5 separate regions of the Mus musculus genome follow, and regions 1, 3, 4 and 5 are each linked to region 2. The links are chromatin contacts, called in public ChIA-PET, Hi-C and promoter capture Hi-C maps. All regions are on one chromosome and are shown on one strand. Each heading gives the region's core, a stretch centred on a gene start, on an enhancer-like site or on the middle of the called end of the contact. The rest is flanking DNA. Distances are from core to core; before and after follow the strand shown.

Region 1 (4,145 bases), core at 430-2,929, 790 kb before region 2:
AACCATTCAGCACAGCTTCCTTAACTCTAAGGTGTTTGAAGCTACCAGTTTTAGCACTTTGAATGATTTTTTTCACACTCTGAATAGCTGTAGGGATTTCAGCAGGGGTTGGGGGAACCAGCTCAACCTTGGTGTAGTGCCAAAATGTGGCCAATCGAGGCTTCGAGTAAGTCACGGCAGCGGCTACCATCGACGGTGCCTTCTCCGCGAAGTTACGGATGAACTTGGCCATGGTCTAAGGTGGAAGGTATGTCTCCCCGAACCACCGGCTGAATTTGTTTTGTTTTTCAAGACAGGGTTTCTCTGTGTAGCCCTGGGTGTCCTGGAACTTACTTTGTAGACCAAGCTGGCCTCAAACTCAGAAATCCACCTGCCTCTGCCTCCCGAGTGCTGGAATTAAAGGCATGTGCCACCACGACCAGCTCGGAGCCAGTGTTCTTAATGGCTGAGCCATCACTCCAGTTCTTTAATTCTAACAACTCAAAAATAAAAACACAAGGGCTGGCGAGATGGCTTGGTGGGTAAGACAACTGACTGCTCTTCAAAAGGTCCTGGTGGCCGGGGGTGGGTGTGGGGGGGTGGGTGGTGGCACACGCCTTTAATCCCAGCACTCAGGAGGCAGAGGCAGGCAGATTTCTGAGTTCGAGGCCAGCCTGGTCTACAGAGTGAGTTCCAGGACAGCCAGGGCTACACAGAGAAACCCTGTCTCTGAAAAACCAAAATAAAAAAGGTCCTGGTGACTCACAAACTCATCCATAATGAGAACTGATACCCTCTTCTGTTGTGTCTAAAGACAGCAACAATGTACTTATTTATATATAAATCTTTTCTTCTTCTTCTTCTTTTCTTTTCTTTCTTTCTTTCTTTCTTTCTTTTTTTTTTTTTTTTTTTTGAGACAAGGTTTCTCTGTGTAGCTCTGACTGTCCTTGGAACTCACTCTGTAGACCAGGCTGGCCTTGAACTCAGAAATCTGCCTGCCTCTGCCTCCCAAGTGCTGGGACCAAAGGCGTGTGCCACTACTGACAGGCCCATAAATAAATCTTAAAAAATAAAAATAAAGACACAAGCTGGCTATAGTTTAGCAAGTCTGTAATTCCAGCATTCTGGTGACAGAAGCAAGTGGTATAGATCTGAGTTCAAGGCCAGCCTGATCTACACTGTCCCCAGATAGCCAGGGTTTTACATAGAAAGACACTGTCTAGGAAACAAAAATAAATAAAATAATAAAAATAGGTATTTCCAGACCAGAATGATCTCAAACTTTGTGCCAGAGCTGGCCAGTTTCCATCTACCAAGCGTGGGAGATGACTGGGGGTGTGCCATGACATCTGGCTTTTGGGATTTTGTTTGATAGCATCTATTTCTATAAAACATGCCGGGAATGAGGGAGCTGGCCGAAAAGCTGGTTTGGAAACCCTGGTGTAGCGGTGAGATGGGGAGGCGGCCTAAGTTGGCAGATACTGAGGTCTTACACTGTCTCGCTTCTACGGCAGAGCCCTGATGCGTTGCCAAGGCAACAGAACCCGCCTATGGCTTTTCAACAGTTGGGGCCAGGGGCTTACGTGAGGCAACCAAAAAGAGGCCACCAAAACTGACGGAGGGTAGAAAGTACTTGCGACTCTAGGTTCACGTAGACTTAGCGCTCATACCAAACGTCATCGAGCCGAGACGCTGACGCAGTCATATGACACCACCCCGGAAGTGCGAGCTAGAGCGGGCGGGGAAAAGGGCAGCTGGTTCCTGTAGGGATTAGGTCCCGAGAGGCCGTCTCTGAACTGTTTCCCTAGGTTTCCTCTCTGCCTTCGCTGAATCTTTCAGGTCCACAGACTGAAGAACCGTCTCCACCATCATGGGAGGCGGAGACCTGGTAAGTGCTAGAGGCCTGGGCAGCGACGACTGAGCCCGAGACCCACAGGCGCCGGGGTGGGGTGAAAGTCGGGGGTAGCAGTCGGTAACCCTGGTAATGAAGTCTTGATTTCAGCACAAGGGGGTGATAAACATGGAGAGGGAGCGGATGGTGAAGCCCACAGAGGGACTGAGATGAGCCTCGGGAAGATGTGCGGCGAGGAATGTTTGCTGTTGTCAGGATTTGCTGATTCGGGGGCTTCCCGGGGGCTCCCAGGAAGTCTAAGGTTAGGGAAGGGACAGTTGAACTCATGGTATGGAAGGAGGTAGATCTTGGGCACGTAGACTTTATTTTGTGTATGTTATCTTCGGACATAGCCTCCCCTGCTCCCCCTTTTTTAGCTAGGAGTTCACAGTTGTATCCTGGACCTGGACTGTTGAAAGGGTGGGCTTCAGTCATTTCCCATCCTGAGCTGTGCCGTTTAGAGGCGTCCATTTCAAATCTTTTCCATCTTTGTTTCCTTCCTTACATCAGTGTTTTGCTTTGATGTGTAGTGAGGAGGCAGCTTTCTTCGGTATCGGTAACACTTTTTTTTTTTTTATGTTAAGTGGCAATTGCTCTTAAGTCCTGTAGTTCGTTTGTGGGGAAGGAATGCCTTAAATAAGGCAGAAATATCCAAGAAGCAGAGAGCTAGATTAGGACACTATTGATCTTCTCAAAGTGAAGGTAATTGAATCAATAAGTACATCAGTTTGGGTATCTGTCCACTAAGCTGAATTTGCCGGGTGTCCTTAATTGGATCAAGTTGCAGGGCTCCATCAAAGTTAGTCTAGTTTAGTATGTGCTTCATGTAACTGTCTATTATGGACAGTGCATTAGTTTACTTCTGTAATAAAACCAAGATCAAAAGCAACTGTCGGAGGAGAAGGCTTCTTGCATCTTACAGGTTATAGCCCATCATTAAGGCAGCTCAAGTTGTAACCCAGAGGCAGGAACTGAAGTAGAAACCATGGAGGGATGCTGCTTACTGGCTTGCTTCTCTTGCCTTACTCAGCTTCCCTTGTTTACACAGGTAGACCACCTACCTAGGGATGGCTCCACCCACAGTGGGCTGGGCCTTCCTCTCTCAGGTCATACTCAAGAACACACACTCACAGACATTCCCACAATCTGATGGAGGCAGTGCCTCAACTGAAGCTGACAACCCAGACTTGCCATCCTTGCCAGGAGACCTGTAATCTGGGTGATTCTGTTGCCTGTGTGGTGGAGTTGTCCTGTAACTTGTATATTCAGCAGCGTCTAGCCACAGGGTGCCCTTAGCACTCTCATGCAATGGTGACATCTGCAAATTTCTCCAGACCCTGGTTGCCATTGGTGCCTTGGGATGGAAAGGAAAATCTATGTAGGACAAAGTAAGGGCGAGTGTGTTTGTGGTGGTGGAGGTGGTGAAGGCAGTCCTGGTCAGTTTGAAGGCAGTCTGGGCTAAGTAGCAAGGCCCTGGTTGCGTGTATACGTACATGCACACACATTACACACACATCTGTGTTTTTGCTGACTGTGTGCTTTGCATCTGCAAGGCACTTTGTGTATTTAGTCTTCTTAGCTGGTCTCCCATTTTGCACCTCTCTGGTTGCCGGGAGGTTGGTAATAAATAATTAATTTATACCTTTCCAATCCATTCTTCACGTGATAGCCAGTGGTACCTCTCGCCTACACTGTGCCAGTTCTTGGTTTCTGCCACCAACAGGGTGGAGTGCAGGCCCTTCGCATGCCTGTAAAGGGTTTGATCAGCTCCCTTCTCAGCTGGCTTTCTCTGACACCCCCTTCTCCATCAGCTTGCCCTCCACCTCCAGCCACGCTGTGGCTGTGAGCGCCGTTTCAGCTTATGGTGCTTCCCACGTCGCCAGCTTTATTCCAGCTATCCTTAGAGGCTGCCTCCTCGGGGAAACTTCTAGGATTACAGCTTGAAGCAAAGCAGAGTGAGGAGAGAGGAGAGACCCTCATTGAGGGTGAAGGGGAAGAAACAAGGAGAGATTCCTGGGAGGGAGAGGGCTAGATTTGTGGTAAGGATGCAGGTTTGAGCACAGCACATAAGGGGACTCAATACAAAGAGAGCTGTTTGCAGAAGAGTGAGCACCCTGTCCTAGTGAATTCTGTTGCCTTTCAAAGTAAGACAGCTTCCGCTTTGTCCTTCCCCCGCCTTGCTTTTATCAACTTGCATTTTAGGCATGGCGAGTGGAGTCTAAGGTTGAAACTGTTTGATGGGACGTCAGAAAAGACCTGTTCCATCCTCGAACTG
Region 2 (4,011 bases), core at 923-3,422:
GGGAAGCAAAGAAAGGTGGGGAAAGGCATGAAAGACAAGAGCATGGAGGGTATGTGTGCGTGTGTGTGTGTGTGTGTGTGTGTGTGTGTGTGTGTGTGTGTTTGTGTGTGTAAGGGTGAAGGACCCAGTTTAAGCAGAAAGCTTTGATTTTATAAAGGACATAGAGTCCCAATGAAGGAACGGTGCGTGGGCACACATGTGCACACGGACGCCAGAGCAGGACATACACTGGGTCCTGCTCTGTTGCTGTGTCTCACAAAGCCTGGAGCTAGGTTGGCCACTGGCAGACTCCAGCCATCCTCCGGTCTCCGCCCTGACCTCACATGTGAGAGGTGGGGTTACAGAGGCTGAACTCCAGCTTTTCACACGGGCTCTGAACTCAGGCCTCTTGTGTTTGAACAGCAAGTGACATCTTCCCAGCCCCAAGTGAAGGATTCTAGCTCCAGAACTGATAGCATCTGATGTTTGGTGTTTCAAAACCTAACCAGAGAGAGGTAGACTGGTAATTCCAAATTACTACACTCTAAGCATTTGGCTCTTTATTGTTTATTTATTTATTTTTTTGTTTGTGGTTTGTGGTGTGTGTGTGTGTGTGTGTGTGTGGTTTTTGTTTTAGACAGGGTTTCTCTGTGTAGTCCTGGCTGTCCTGGAACTTTCACTGTAGACCAGGCTGGACTCAAAGTCAGAGATCTGCCAGCCTCTGCCTCCCTGCTGCTGGGATTGAAGGCCTGGGCCACTGCCACCCAGCTTGGCTCTATATTTTGTTATCACTTTATCTCAGCAACCTTTTCTTCGAAGTGACAGGAAGAAGGAGGAGGAAGATAGAAGAGGCGAAGAGAAAATGTAATGAGAGCTGGGGAACAGCTCGACGATACAGTTCATGCTTAGTGTTTATACAGTTCATGCTTAGTGTTGGGGACTTGATCCTCAGCAAATAAGACCCCAGCAGGGATGTATGTGTCTCATCTACCTGCGATCAATGTCTCTCAAATGTTGATTTGGGAAGCTTTGTTACATGTTCTTATAAGTTAATTTACTGGATGTAAAACATTTTTTTCTCACTGTGGGTTAAAACAACAAAACAAAACCAACCAGGAAGGGTGGTACTATGAGGTGGATGTGTGAGTGCTCTGGCTTCAACAAGAGTCTAAGGGTCCACTGCAGATGGGGTGTGGGGTTTCCTACCCACGCAGGTCTCAAGCCAGCGTGAATTCCCTCTGAGTGCTACGTACAGCTTGCCTAAGTTAGTCGTTCGCAGAGGGCCTGGAAGAGAAAGCTAAACCTACCTGTGGTGCCTGTCAAGCACGGCCCCTCATACAGGAGGAGATGAAGCAGAGACCAAGCAGGGTCGCTAGGATGCCAGCGTGCAATTCTGCCCACCTGAGGCGCAGGCTAAAATGCAGATTCTAGGCACACACACCCCGCCCCCCGGGAAATAGCAAATGTAACTAGGGACGACCCTAGGGATCTGCTTTTGATAAAGGCTCAAACACGCCTGTCTGAAGCTGAGAGGATCAGGGAAGCTCTGCGAAACATTGGTGAAGATTAACAGGGGCTTGAGATGACATAATGACAATTCCCTCTAGGAAGTGCCAGGTAACCCAACTCCTGCCAGGTCGTCGACTCTCGAGAGGCGATGGATGGCGGGCGAGGGCCTGAGGTGAAGGCGATGCGCTCACTGGGGGCCGGGCACCGCGTATCCGACAGCTACACTTGAGACTCACCATGCCAGACTGTATTGAGAGATGTATAAGCTCTTTACGGGGCATTTCACAGTAGCACTTCTGATTGGCTTTAGGGCAGATCTATCACTTATCTGCTGGGTTAGAGGTGGGTGGAAGGTCAATTACGACCAATACAAAAACACTTCTCGGCTAAGCCCCTCCTCACCCAGCTTCCTGTTGCTGTCCATCAACCTCCTAGCAGGCGGGACTTTGCCTCCCGCCAGTTGGCTAAAGGATACGTCGTTCATTCCCCCGTTGATTTCCGGTTGGCGACTCCTACCGTCTATCAATGACACTTCACAGTTCTATTGGCCAGACCAACGTCACTCTAGATGCTTCCCAATGATTGGTTGAAAATGCTGTCGGTCCCCAATGTACCAAGCGTTCATTGGTAAAAGCTGCCGTCGCTCGGGCGGTGGCGGGCTCCGGGATTGGCGGGTGCTAGGCGGGCGGTGTCAGGCTCTCGGTGGCGGCGGAGGCGGCGGAGGCCAGGGAGGAAGATGTCGTAATGAGCGGTGGGTCCTGGCGTCTGCCGGCGGCGTCTTCCCGGCCCTCAAGGGTCGGGAAGACGGACAGAGGCCTCGGGGAGGGGAGGCCGGAACCGGGGGTGCCCCCCTGGGACTGGGACTGGCGCCGGGGCCCGGCTACGGGAGGGGCGGGGGAGGAAGGATTCCCGCCCGGAGGAGGAGCGCGGCTGGCCGGCCGGGCGGAGGCACCCGGAAGGGGGCGTTAGACTCCCCGCCCCTCGGAGCCCCGGGCGGGAGGGCGGCGCTTCCGGGGCTGGCAGGCGGCGGGGGCAGCAGGGCGAGCCTGATAACCCCCTTCGCCCCCTCAGCTTGGGTCGCGCCGGGCCTTCAGCCTGCGCCCGAGTTTGCTCCACGCAGGCGGCCGACGCCCCCTCGGGCTCGTCCTGTGGGCAGCCCAGGCTTGGGACCCAGGTGGTGCCAGTCAGATGGGCCCTGCTGGTCTGAACTGCAGCCTGCTGGCCGGGCCACCGCAGTCCCAGAGGGTGGCAGGATTGGAGGGAACGCCCTAGGCAGATGACTGCTGAACGAAAAACCGACTTTTAATGTTTATACCTGGATCCTTGAGCCTGCGGCTAGTATCTGCAAGCTCTTGGAATTTTAGAAGTTTGGAGAACTTGTGGACAGAGCTCCCAGGCTATGGCCCGATGCCCCTTGCGGGGGGTGGGGGGGTTGGGCAAAAATGCACTGGAATTCCAAAAAAGCGTAGGCGCTATCGCTCGTAACAGATGACCTAAGAAATAAAATAGATGCTTTTCTTCATCCGCGTTGCTGGCTTAAGGGTGCTCAGAATCTTCCCTTCCTTCTTAGGTTTCTTTCCCAGTGCCTTATTCTAGTTTTAGTAGAAAAGGAACTGTCTTTTGCGCTGGGCGACTGAGAAACCTGTCCTCTCTACATTCCTTGGTTTTGATTCTAATAGCCTGTCATGTTTAATCGTTTCATAACTAACATGATCCAGGGGGACTCTGTTTGGTTTTTTCTCCTGAACTTTCCCCATTTTTAGGAGGTTACAGGATTATTACATATCAAAATAAAAGTTTGGGCCTGTAGAGGCCTGTCAACGAGGAGAGAGGCAGACCATAGCCAGTGGTCTGTGAGCCAGGAATTGGCCCAAGGGTCCCCTTTATACAGATTTCATTGTAGAAAGGCGATTAACTTTTCAGTGTGTACTGGCAGGAACAGGCTACAGCTGTTCCATGCTGTGCCCTAGAAGGCCCTTGGCATTACAGAGGACAAAACCCTGAGTTGAGACACCCCCCCCCCACCCCCCTGTGGTGATGAAGGTTGAATCCACAAATGTTGGACAAGCACCTCTACGGCTGAGCTGTCTTGGAGGGCTAGAAAGGTTAGGGTGAGCCAGCTCACAGTGAACTGGCACAGGGGATGACAAGAGCCCAGACCACACAGTAGCATTTTCCATTATTGACACAAAGAAGTCCATTGTCTGTAGCGATGAGTATAACTGCAGTGTCTTGTTTTCTTTTAAATTCTTAAGGACAATGAACAGCGCGGATCTCAGAACCTCCCAATAGGGCTTATGTCAGTGTTGCAGTGGTTTCTTATTTAGGTGGTAGGGTGTTGGAGCCTGGTCTTGCTGTGAAGCCCTGGCTGGCGTGTGTTTGTCCTGTGATCTGTGTAGGCCTTGAACTTGAGATCTCTATGCTCCAGCCTCAGCCTCCCAAGTGCCGAGGTTATGGGTGTGTACCAATTTGCTTGGTTTCTAGTGACCAGGCAGACGTCAATCAATACCAGTGACCATGAGT
Region 3 (3,682 bases), core at 302-2,801, 650 kb before region 2:
CATCAGTAAGTCCCACTTTGAAGCTTTACCTTGGGTCTCTGCCAAGGAAAGGGTGTGTGTGTGGGGGGGGGGGGGGCCCATCCTCCCATCCCTTTCTTCTCAGGTCTTGTTTGATGTTATTTAGAAAAACAGTGTGTCTATTGTCACCGCTGGGAGGATGAGGATGCAAGCTGCATCATTTGTCCTGGTACAGAAAAAGCGATTGTACATGTTAAGTGTAGCACTCGGGAGGGTGAAGCCAGACGCTGGAGTTCCAGGCCACATGGTGGGTGAGACCCTATCAGCGAGGGAGGGAGAGCTTTCTTTTGCCCTGGCTCAGAAGAAAAATCTGTATCCCTCAGTCTCATCCTACCCCTAGTCCAAGCCAACATATAAATCTCGTGTACTTCTGCAGATGAAAAGCAGCTGTTTCTAACCTGATTTTAGGATGACGATGAATAGCCCAAAGACTCACAAATGTTTATTGTGCCGTTTGGGCAGTAGGGATATAGCAGTGATCAAGACTGGATGCTCTACTGGCCGCTGGGCTCGACTGTGCAGCCAGGGCACCAGCTCTTTCTAGACTCCGAGGAGAGGTCAGCACTAAGGAACAAGCCAGTTTCACAAATGAGCAGGCTGTGTAGGAACTAGAGGGGAAGAGATGTGAGAGATGTGTACATTATCAGAGCATGTTCTGGAAATTATTCACTTTTTGTTTGTGGATGGAGAGTAAGGTTTTTGGTCTTTTCCACCCATTCAGGTCGCTCAGGATCCAGATGGTCGAGTCCTGGGATCTGGAGGCTCCCAACGGTGCCAGCGCGTTGGAATTCCGTTAAGATGTGGGGCACTTCCATACTTCACCAAGAAAAGGAAACAAGTACGGAGAGAAAGTCAGCTTATTGTCTTCCGTGGGTGTGTCGAAGCTCCCCTTTCTCCAAATTTATTTTTTTCTTTTATGAATCTTGCACATATATAGCGAATTCCTAATCATTCACTCTACAAGCGTTTTTGTTTGCTTTTGAGTTCCCGAGTGCCAGGCCCCTGTTCTACCGGCCCTGAGCAAAGACCACAGGACACTCTTAGCAAGCGACTCCTTGCTACACCAAGCTCTTAAGCCACCGACGCTCGGCTTCATCTTTTTCCTCTACGTTGGTTTTGAGTTTGTCTCTCTGAATTCACGGAGCACCATTTTCTTCCAAAGGGCTGAAACAAACTTTCCCATTTTACAGATGCGGAAAAACCGCGACTTCTACTGGGTAAACAAGTGACTGGACCTGCGACCAGCTAAAACGATCCCAGGCCATCAACAGGCCACCAGGAGCCGTGCGTCTGGCCCCTCGCACTTCCACCCGCGCGCGCCTAGATCCACGCGTCCCTGCTCTCCGCCCTCCAGCCCAGCAGCTCCGGGTCCACGTGTGTGTGTCTGTGTGCGGAATGGGGACGGGGGCCGTGCCGCCAGAGGGGTGGGGTCTACGTGACGTCAGAGCAGCAGCGCCCAATCAGAGGCGGGCTCGCAGCCGCGGCGCTGGTATTGGGGCAGCGAGGGGGCAGTTCTCTATAACGCGGTCTCCGGAGCCAGCGGGGAAGAAAGAAGCTGAGAGGGCGGAAGGCGCCCTCCCCGCCGCTGGGCCCGGGCACCGGGCGCCGGGCCGGGGTCCTTCCCGCCGGCGGCGAGCGCCGGCTGCTTTGTTTGCCCCCGCCTCGGCGTTGAGGGGTGATCGTGCCGGGCATTGCGCCGGGAACGCGGCGGCAGGAAGCGCGACCGATCGCACCGGGGACGCGCGGGGACCCAGGAGTCCGGCCGCGGCGAGGGCCGCGTGACGATACCGAGGAGAGAGCCGGAGCGCCGCCGCGGGCTCTTGGTGGTGGGCCCCGGACGCCCGTGAGCACAGACCTCCCCGTCGACGGGGGGCGATGTTCCCCTGGCCCGCAGGCTCTTCGGGCCGCCGGGGTATCCCGCCGTTGGGACCAGGGCCCCCGCAGTGGGCGACCCCCAAGGCTGCTCCATGGAGACTCTGTGTCCTCCTCCCCGCCTGGCAGTGCCCGCTTCCCCGCGGGGGTCTCCCTGCTCGCCTACGCCCCTGAAGCCGCGTCGGGGGACCCCAGAGTTCTCCCCACTGTGCCTGCGTGCCCTCGCCTTCTGCGCCCTTGCCAAACCCCGGCCGTCCTCCCTGGGCCTGGGGCCTGGAGAGCTGGCGCCGCGGACCCCGGTGCTGCTGGGCCCCCCGGCCTCGCCATGCACAGGAGGCTGGGCCGCGGACGGCCTGAAGCACCTCGGGGGACAGGCCGGGCGGCCGAGCGACGTGAGCTCCCCGGCCCGCGAGGATGCAGACGTCGCGGTGTGCCCAGGCGGTGGAGAGGAGGAAGAGGGCGGAGGCGGCTTCCCGCACTTCGGCGCTGGTTCCTGCGCACCTCCGGGCCGCTGCCCTGCTCCCCTGCGTCCTCAGGACTCTCCGACCAACCCCGCCTGGTCCCCGCCCAGGCCAGCCCGGGGTCTTGATGCAGCTAGCAGTCCGCCCCTTGAGCCCGGCTCCCCGCCTCCGTCGCCACCTGCGGGCCTCTCCCCGGAGCCTGCGCCTTCCGAGCAGCCTGTGCCGGCCTCCGAGGCTCCAGGGGGTGGAGACCCTGCGCCGACCGCGCCTGAGGCACCCGCGCTCAGCCCCTCGACGGCAGACGCAGCACCGGACCCGCCCCGCGATCTCCGCCAGGAACATTTCAACCGCCTGATCCGCCGCTCGAAACTTTGGTGTTACGCGAAGGGGTTCGCCCTGGACACTCCAAGTTTGCGCCGAGGGCCCGAACGGCCCGCGGCCAAAGCCCGTGGAGCAGCCAAGAAACGACGGCGGCCAGCGCCGCCCCCGCCCAGTGTGCAGCCACGGCGGCCCGTCCCGACGCTTCCTACATCGAGCACCTTCAGCCTCCTTGACTGCTTCCCCTGTCCCCCAGCTCTGGTGGTGGAAGAGAACGGAGACCTAGGGCCGGCTTCCTCGCTTCGCCTCCAGGGAGACGCCAAGCCGCCGCCTGCCCACCCGCTGTGGAAGTGGCAGATGGGAGGACCCGCTGTCCCTGAGCCCCCGGGTCTCAAATCCTGGTGGGTCAACTTGGAAGAACTATGAGCGTCGGACCTCTTCTACCCGGGGGCAAGTTGGGTTCCCCGGACAGACTGAGGGCTCCAGGAGGGAGCATCGATTCTGAAATTTGGCTGATCTTTGCTTTGCATTTTATGGGCTGTGGCCCGCGGGACCTCAAATGACAGTGATCTTCAAGCACCCGAGAGGTCCGGCTGATGCTCTTTCTACTCATCTTTGTGGAAGATCCAAGGACTGGCGTCCGGGAAAGCCTGCAGAAAGCTTAGTGACCATCTCCGTCCTCCCTGCGGGCGGGCAGAGCCTTCACCGCAGGGGAGCACAGCGGCTAAGGCCCGAAGACCAAAAGAAAGGGACAGAGGGACGGACCTTGGTGATGGACAAACCGGTTGTTTCCATGTTTGAATGAGGGTCAGTTTAGCGGTGTGGGGGCTGTGGTTGGGGTTTGAAGGTGATTGACAGCTCCCTGGGGGCATCCCCCACCCCCCACTGCCCAGACCTTTAACCCTTTACACCTCCCTCTTTTCTCTCCGTAGTCCTCCCCCTCCCCAAGTTCAGGTGATTTTCCCTTGTCAAGATCTTCAGTCCCAGCCAGCAGACTTTACCCTTTTGTCCAG
Region 4 (3,945 bases), core at 969-3,468, 510 kb after region 2:
TGGCTTTAAAGAAACAGTTAACCAGTGAAGCACCTCACAGTGGAACCTCAGACTCCTCCCTATCTTCTAAAGACCCGCGCACTATCAGAGATTGTTAAGACACAGCAAGTTTGATACAGAAGTATGTGACACGCAATTAATCTCCATTCATACCCGGCTCTGCTTGTCAGCAAACAAAGGTTCTGCTTTAGAAGGAGATCTGAAGACTTCAATTAAAAACAGTCAGCTAACAAGAAAACGATCTGAGCTAAAGGAAGGCGGCAGGTGCAAAAATGAGTTGTTTACCAAAGTGTCAGTTTTGAACAATAAAGAACTGCACATCAAAAATGTCGGAGGAGGGGACTGTGTTGCTAGCCTCTGAAAATAAGAGGGAATTTTTCTATTGATGCCTGTGCACCAAACTGAAGTGACATTTAGCAAGCTTGTAAAGTGGGTTTCTTCTCATAAAATGACTGACACCAATAAAAAGAGACACTCGGTCTTTAAATACAAGGGTAGAATTCAACTTGTGGCTGCAATTCCTTCTCTAAAAACCAAAGACAATTGTACAACTTCCTCTATGTACCTAATATTGAACCAGCACTGGCTAAATCTCGTTAGATGCCTGGTGATTTCTTCTATCTTCCAAATAACTTTATTTCTACAGTTTCTTGGTTTACAAGCTAAGTGGATTTTTAGATAATTTAGAGAACATAGCTCAGTAGTGGAATGTCTAATGACCCTGTGTAAGGTTCTAGATTCAATCCCCTAAGTACAAGAGAGGGTGGTGGTGACTAAAGGTGCTTGCCACCAAGCCTGAAGACATGAGTTCTATCCCCATCACCAGAAGATGCAAGATGAATGCCAACTCCCAACAGTTGCCACCCGAACTCCACAAACAGGCTGTGGCACATGCACACCCACACAATACACTCCAAAAATAGATAAAAACCTTTTTCTAAAATAGATTTTTGAAACATCGCCTCAAAAGAAACACATAGCCGCCAACTCTTACAGAGACGCTATCCAGAATAGAAACAGGGCTACAGACAGAATCCAAAAGCACTGGCCAAATCCTTGATTAGGAGGCATTTATACCCAAGATAACAAGGTAATGGAGATATAAAACCAATTAAATTGAGAGAAACTGGAAAGAATGCAGCTTGCCAAAATCATGACCTGCCCAAAGCAGGCCATCTGTTAACGATGTGTCAGATGTGTCGCCTGGATGCCGAAAGGCTTAATTCTGAGCGGTTTCCTCTTGAGACCCTTATGCAACTGCAGATTCCAGGTTTCTGTCCTCCCAGGAAGGGAAGGGCAGTCATAGGAAAATGAGTAAAACTGATTTTCACCATGGGAGCCAAGCACAAGATACCGTCCATCAGGGAAGTCTCTTCGGAGTGTATGTTGAGTGTCGGAAAGTGTGACCTTAACTGTAAAGGACAGTTTTAAAGGTGAAACCATCACAACAGGACACTTAGGGAAGGGAAGGACACCATACTCTGAGGTTTATGACACCCCTAGAAGTCTTCAGGTTAGGAAATGACTCTCACACTTATAAGACGTCCCCTAACCACCAGGCTTGGCCCAAAGACCATAAATCTCCAGAGCCCTACTGTGTGCCTAGGAGATGTCTACCCAGAAAGGTGTGGGTCTTCCACAAGGTGAGGAGTCAGGACTGGGAAGGATGAGACCTAATCACTGCACACCTCAGGGATTTCCCGGGGTGACAGGTTCAAGACCAAGCAAGGTGTCAAGGGAGGCCATGAACTGACCCGTAAGACCTTAGAGACCTGGAAGTGTTGATGCATCTGGAAGTGATACAGATGCCTAGAAGGAACAGAAAATATGTAACTCAAGGGAGAGGTGGGGACCTTGAGGATGAGAGAGAGGCTAGGGCTTTGGGGACAATTGGGGGATTAAGGACTCTGGAAGCCTGGAACTTATAGTAGGTAAGTGACCAGGCTAAAGAACTAGTACCCTAGTGTCTCCTTTCTTGCCTTCAGCCCAGCACTGAGAGGCCCTCCCGGACGGGATGGGTCAGGACAGAGGTCTGGCACTGAACCAGGAGTTAGTTACCTTCCAGGAGCCAACAGATCTCCTCCGGGAGGGCGACAGCCTGCATTTGGCGAAGCGAGTGGGCGGCCGCAGCAGAAGGCGGGATAAGGGACGTGTGCCTGCTCGGACGGCGGGCGCAGCGAGCTGCACCCCAGGCACCTGTACCTCGGCTGTCGCCTGGGGGGGGGGGGGAGGCGCTGGGCGGGGCCGCCGGTCGCGCGCTCAGGAAGCGGCGCGCGCAGCCGGCGGCGGGAGCCCGGGACCCCGGGCGCAGGTGCACTGGTGCCACTGAGGTGGCACGCAAAGTCAATGGCGTGGCCCTTTGAGCCCCTCACCAAAAAATTGCCTAGATTCCCAAGAGCCTTGGAGGCTAGGTTTTGGCGGAAACATCTAAACACTGAGCAGTTTGACCTTGGGGCTGTAGGTTTAAAAGGCCATGGCTGTTCCTGGACTGGGGTGCAGAGGCAGAATCCAAGAAAGAGCTTGGTCCTTGCCAAAGATATAGTGCCTCAGTTCTGATCCAGCGCACTGTCGGGGAAAGCCCTGCTGGTTAGAAATTAAAATCTGGAGTCCCAGCGACAATGCCGATCGCCAACATTTGAAAGACTCAGCATCAGAGGCAATACCCATGGAGAGACACGGAGGGAATGTCCTTCCCTCTGGAGGTGAAAGGCTGAGAGAAGGTGGGAAACAGCTCTTTCTCGGAACAGAGGAAGGAAGAAAGTGATCAACGAGATCACAGGGCTGTGCCCTTCCCCGCTCAAAGTACAGCCAGTCAGTGATCAAGTTTGGGTGGTAGTAGGTACCAAAGATGTTGCTACAGCACGAACTTGGGCAGTGGTACGTGGAACCCTTTGTTATTTTTGTGGACCGCTTGTGAGTGAACAAGTACTCAAAGGTTGTTTATTTGATTGGTATTTTATAGTACAACAGGCCTTGAAGAAAGTAGAGCAGCATGGACGGTATACGAAAGAGCAAGAGGAGGACTGGCGCATGCCTGTTGGTATTAAATACCAGACTCCGGGGTTTTACAAGGGTGGGGAGACTTTGCAGGTAGAAAATTATCTGTAATTATGTGACCCCTGCATATCTCTCTCTCTCTCTCTCTCCCTCTCTCCCTCTCTCCCTCTCTCATTCTATTCTATCCCCATAATAGGTAAGAAGGATTGGGAGTGGTCCTGGAACACATGAAGGGAGGAAGGTAAGCGATTTGTTAATCTGCCTGGGGGTGGAGATAATATTGATCTCAATGTAGAAGGCAGAGCAAAGACAAGAAACCGTTCAGAAGGGCACAGGGCAGGTGTATATGTCTCCTGGAATAAGTGTGTGCACACACCCCAGGAAGATGCAGTCTCAAGTTTAGGAACCCTCACTTTTAAGGACTTTGGTGGCCTTTAGCATGTCCTGACGCCTGAGAAGGAGTGGTCTTGGTTTCAGGGCCTCACAACCCACCTATAAGTTGCAATAAATTGAACTGAAGGGATAGAACCCGGTCGGGGTCACCAGAGAACCCAAATCCATGGTGTTGCTTCTTACTGGGTGAAGCTATAGTGACAGGCTTGGGCTGCCTCTTCCAGGCTCCAGAGGGGGTGTAGGCTGCCTCCTACCTTGCTGTCTCCCAGATAAAACTGAAGTTGCTCTAAAATCACTTGGGGTGCGTGCATGTTTAAACATGGAGGCTATGTGGCTCACACACATGCTTCTTTTTGTAAACATAAAACTGTTCTTCAAAAGGGGGGCGGTAGGCTTCCCTCTCTAGTGCACAAACTTCCTCCATTTTTCTTCCAGCAATGGGAAAAGAAGGACAGCCCTTCCCTCTTTCTTTAGTAAAAGGCAGGTTTCTAGGATCTGAAGAGAACCCAGAGTGCCCCGTCCCCTTATTTAAGGACATTGGTCAGCATGGTCACA
Region 5 (4,014 bases), core at 1,013-3,512, 660 kb after region 2:
ACCCGGCTCCCTTATTGTCCTTTCTATAAATAAGGCTTCCCTACCCCCCTTCTCTGTGTTTATTCCTTATAGATAAAGTGAGGGTAGGGTAGATAGATTTTTTCTGGGCTCAAGCCCGGGGACCCTCCCATACCCCGCACCCCCTTCGGTGCTCGCTGTTCCCCCCACCCCCCCATGTTCGAACTCCTGCTTGGGGGGCACTAGAGCGCAGGGGGGCCTCCGTTGGGCCGGCCAGGGGGGCCTCCGGCTGCGCCCGCGGTGCCACCCGAGCGGATCTTGGTGTTGGGCAACTTGTGGTCTTTTTTCCACTTCATGCGCCGATTCTGGAACCAGATCTTGATCTGGCGCTCGGACAGGCAGAGCGCGTGGGCGATCTCCACCCTCCGGCGGCGCGTCAGGTAGCGATTGTAGTGAAACTCCTTCTCCAACTCCAGGACCTGCTGGCGAGTGTAGGCGGTCCGAGAGCGCTTGGGCTCCCCGCCGGCGTAATTGGGGTTTACTGGACACACACAGAGAGAGAGGGAGAAAGAGAAAGTTTTATTGCCCCCGAAAGGGAGGAGGGAAACCCTTTCTTCCTTCCAGCTAACACCGAGCCTCCTGCTCCCACTACCTCATCTTGGAGGGAGGGGGTCGAAAAAGGAAGACCCGTGAAAGAAAAAAAAAAAAAAAACTCAAACTTTTGGAGGGCTGTACTGTTGTCCTTGTTGCCTGGGGGAGGGGCACTGTGAGGAATCTTGGAAAGATTTTCATCTCACTCTTTGGCTTGAGGACCCCAATGGCGTGGGGTAGTGGGAGGGGGTGTTGCCCTAGACCTTTCCCCGGCTTAGTTCCCACCCTCACTGCTCAGATTCCAAGCAGCGCCTTCCCCTTAGTAAAAACTTTTGCCTACTTCTCCAGCCAAGGTACCAGATTGGAAGAAAGGGGAAAAAAAAAAAAAAAAGAAATCCAGGAAGTTGATTCAACTCTGTGCTTAAATAGGGATTACCTCCTCCTCTTCCTTCTCCTCCCCTCCTCCCACACCCCTCCCCAACTTCCAACTTTACTGGGACTGCGAATCCCTGGCGAAAAAGTCGCTGGGAGAATGAAGAAGAGGATGACTTCAAAGGCGCAGGGCCCACTAGGCCATAAAAATTTATGGGCGATGTAATTATGTGGCTCTGAAAACAGGAGACCGTAAATCTCTGGCAATGGCGAGTTTATAGCGGGGACAATTGGCTTCCCCTCGCTCCCTCCCCCACATGCCTCGGAGGTCCCTTCACTGTAAAGCGCCGGGGGTGGGAGGGGAAGGGGTGCCCACGCACTCACCCGTGCTCACGTGAACTTTGCGCATCCAGGGGTAGACGACGGGCTCTTTGCACGCGGAGTGGGACGGGCTGGGATGCAGGGGGTTCTGGGCGCAGGGAGGCGGCGGGGGGCTGCTGCTGACCGCCTCGCTGCGCTGCCCGGGCTCCGGGAGGAGGGCCCCGGCTGTTGGCTGCACTGGAGCCCGAGGGGACAGCCCGGGCGGTGGCGGGGGCGGCGGGGGCGGCGGAGGTGGCGGGGGCCCGGGGTCTCGGCAGGCCGCGTAGCGCTGCACAGTGCACGGCGCCCGGCGCCCAAAGGCCGCCTCCGGCTGGAAGCCGCTCTCTCGCCTCTGGCCGCCGGCGTAGTACCCGGGCGAGTGGTCGCTGGGTAGGTAATCGCTCTGTGAATACTCCTCGCACGGAGGGAACTTGGGGTCGACATAGTTTGAGTTGATCAAAAAGGAACTCATAGCCATTAATTTCTGGGAATTGCCCACAAAATATACTAAAATTTATTCCGACCCCTGACTCGTTTTCCTGTTTCCGAAAGCCCTCCTACTTACTGTCAAGTGAACAAAGTTAGAGGCCCACGTGATCCTCCGAGCCAATGGCCACCCGGCCTGCGATTCCCGGATAAGGAAATCTGCTCACCCGGACCCTACTCCAGCCAAAGAGGTTTATTTCCCCTTCTCTACCCCTCCCCACCCACCCAACACCAGGATTTACATAGGGCTCCCGCGGGGAGACCCCCTCCTCGCCTGGCTTTCTCCACAACAGAGAGGGGTGATGAACTAAGAAAGAGTGAGCAGGTTAATTGGAGGGCCTGTTTGGGGGTGAGGGGGCTGGGCAGAGCACAAACCCTGCATCCCTCAGAAGTTGGGGCTGCGGGTGTAGCCCCCACCCCTGCCCTACCTAATCTCCACCAACCTTTCTCTGACTCCCATAGGGCCCCATCTCCTCCCCAGGATAAGAGGGAGCTCACGCACTAGGTGTCTGTGTGGGGTTTTAAGTGGTTGGCCGACCAGGGAGCGCCTTCTTGAAATGGGTACCCACTAGGTCATAGGGGCGCTGAGCTTGGGGCTTCTCAGTGCAGCCAGATGGGGAGGGGTAGGAGGTGAGTGAGGAGGCGTCGGGAGCTAGAAGGCGGGTGCGCAGAGGGACTTGTCAGAGATGAATGGAACCGCGAGCAGATCGATAGGAAATTCACGCACTAATTCGGGGAGACTTCGCCTTCCAAATCGCATTTAGCTGCACTATGAGCATCGGCTGTGTCCGTCAGTCTGTCCTCCTCAACACTCCCTCCCTTTAACCCACAAGGCCCAAGGTCAGAGGAACGGCTGGACTCCCTCCACTAAAGACAGAAGATACAATGAAACCAAACCAAACCCGCAAGTTCCTAAAACCAATTGAATAGTAATTTGCTAATTCCAGATTCGTCGAAGCAATGCTAACCAAGAGTTCTAATTGCCGCTAAAGCCGCCGCCTCTGTCAGTGTGGCAGAAAGAAATTTCACAACCTTGAATACTAAGTAAAGGAGCCCTAGCTGTGACGCCCCCACCAACATCACACGCACAAGAACACCCATGGCAACCTTATGTTTTCAGGGCATCTTGTCTTGAATTCAACGAAACAGCAATCTTCGCATCCTTTTAAAAAGCAAATTTCCTTTGCCTTTGCACACTGCAGCCTTCAGCAATCTTTTTTTCCTCCTCATGATTTCCAATAAAGCCCCCTGGACCCAGAATAAGAATAGGTAGGTTGGGGCTTAAAGATAAATTTTAAAACACCAGTAACATTAATCTCTTGAGTGAACAAGGACCCAAGCTTCCAGGGGTGTGCATGGGGACACCTCAGGTAGATGAGATTTCTCCCTCATTGGTTGAGGGAGGAAAAGAAAAGGAGTCTTCTTGAAGGCAGTCACTGGATTGTCCTCATTTAGAAAATAATCTATTTTTCTTCTGGGAAAGAATATGAGCGGAGTGTTTATGTCAACTACATATTCCCCTAGATACGAATTTGTGACCACAAAATTCCTTACACAAATTCGGATCTACAGGGTATATACAGAAGACAGACAGGTCTTCTTGGCCCAGGAAATTTCCAGTTCTCTTACTTTCCGTGCGTTCTTCTTTTGGGTGTGATCTGAATGTTTTCATTTTTATTTCGTTTTGTTTTAATTTTGAGATCTGGGAGCAGAAAAGTCACTGTGGGTCCGTTCTTGGGATTACAAGGGGTTTCAACTTTCTATTCAAAAAATAAAATAAGATTTTTTAAAAAGGCAGCTGTTGTGCAAAGGGACTCGAACCTCGTGGCTGCCGCGCGACTTTCGGTGGCGCATGAATTATTAGATGTAAACATTAGCTAAGCACAAAAGAAGGAAGGGTCATCCCGAGGCTGCCTCGAAGTCAGAATCAGGCCTTTCTGGGTGCCCTCGGCCCCTCCCCTCCCCCCATGACTTTTTTTTTTTTAAGAAAAAATACAAAACCCCAAATAGGTTCCTCCCTTGCCCCCACAGCCTTTAGTTTGTGATCAAACACATATATAGATATTTTCCAAAGCAAAGGGAGGAGGGAGAGGTGTCTGGGTGTGAAGGGGGTGTAATAAAAGTCCTTTTGGAAAAAGTGAATGCTAAAAAGAGAGAGAAAAACAGCTGTGAGGAAAAATGCTGGGAGACCAAACAGATGGCCCCCCCCCCCATATTTAATGACGGGCAATTCCGTTTACAACCTGA

What was found. Promoter capture Hi-C pulls out the DNA fragments that hold promoters and counts their contacts. A called contact is a pair of places that touch in the nucleus more often than the background predicts. ChIA-PET counts read pairs in DNA pulled down with a chosen protein or histone mark.
Region 1: a contact with region 2 is called in a Hi-C map of muscle stem cells, with 7 times the contacts expected there. The contact joins the promoter of Cwc25 here to the promoter of Sp2 in region 2. A contact is called at or near these places in 1 of 39 promoter capture datasets (liver), 1 of 484 Hi-C or Micro-C datasets (muscle stem cells) and 1 of 115 datasets of contacts at active chromatin or transcription factors (pancreatic cancer cells).
Region 3: a promoter capture Hi-C map of liver shows a contact between it and region 2, with 2.9 times the contacts expected there. The contact joins the promoter of Epop here to the promoter of Sp2 in region 2.
Region 4: an RNA polymerase II ChIA-PET map of memory CD8 T cells shows a contact between it and region 2, with 58 read pairs. The contact joins the promoter of Skap1 here to the promoter of Sp2 in region 2. A contact is called at or near these places in 2 of 39 promoter capture datasets (cranial neural crest and hippocampal neurons) and 2 of 115 datasets of contacts at active chromatin or transcription factors (memory CD8 T cells and thymic regulatory T cells).
Region 5: a promoter capture Hi-C map of embryonic stem cells shows a contact between it and region 2, with 4 times the contacts expected there. The contact joins the promoter of Hoxb4 here to the promoter of Sp2 in region 2. A contact is called at or near these places in 3 of 39 promoter capture datasets (cranial neural crest and embryonic stem cells), 4 of 115 datasets of contacts at active chromatin or transcription factors (bone marrow-derived macrophages, embryonic hindbrain, embryonic stem cells and 1 more) and 1 of 9 other capture datasets (adipose tissue).

The regions. Positions count from the first base shown.
Region 1 is chr11:97,764,147-97,768,291 of GRCm38.p6, reverse strand. Cwc25 (CWC25 spliceosome-associated protein) reads left to right here and starts at 1,679. Exons shown (of 10, transcript NM_026186.4): 1 at 1,679-1,867. The coding sequence starts at 1,850. It also overlaps the pseudogene Atp5l2-ps.
Region 2 is chr11:96,975,849-96,979,859 of GRCm38.p6, reverse strand. It overlaps Sp2 (Sp2 transcription factor), which reads left to right and starts at 2,172. Exons shown (of 7, transcript NM_001080964.2): 1 at 2,172-2,239. The coding sequence starts at 2,233.
Region 3 is chr11:97,627,585-97,631,266 of GRCm38.p6, reverse strand. Epop (elongin BC and polycomb repressive complex 2 associated protein) reads left to right here and starts at 1,551. Exons shown (of 1, transcript NM_175332.3): 1 at 1,551-3,682. The coding sequence starts at 1,986. The coding sequence ends at 3,095.
Region 4 is chr11:96,462,864-96,466,808 of GRCm38.p6, reverse strand. It overlaps Skap1 (src family associated phosphoprotein 1), which reads right to left and starts at 2,218. Exons shown (of 12, transcript NM_001177899.1): 1 at 2,059-2,218. The coding sequence starts at 2,104. Gm11529 (predicted gene 11529) reads left to right here and starts at 2,262. Exons shown (of 3, transcript NR_033524.1): 1 at 2,262-2,720; 2 at 3,194-3,238.
Region 5 is chr11:96,316,515-96,320,528 of GRCm38.p6, reverse strand. Hoxb4 (homeobox B4) reads right to left here and starts at 2,262. Exons shown (of 2, transcript NM_010459.7): 1 at 1,306-2,262; 2 at 1-499. The coding sequence starts at 1,759. The coding sequence ends at 201. Mir10a (microRNA 10a) reads right to left here and starts at 3,364; the gene lies at 3,255-3,364. It also overlaps a transcript of Hoxb3 not described here.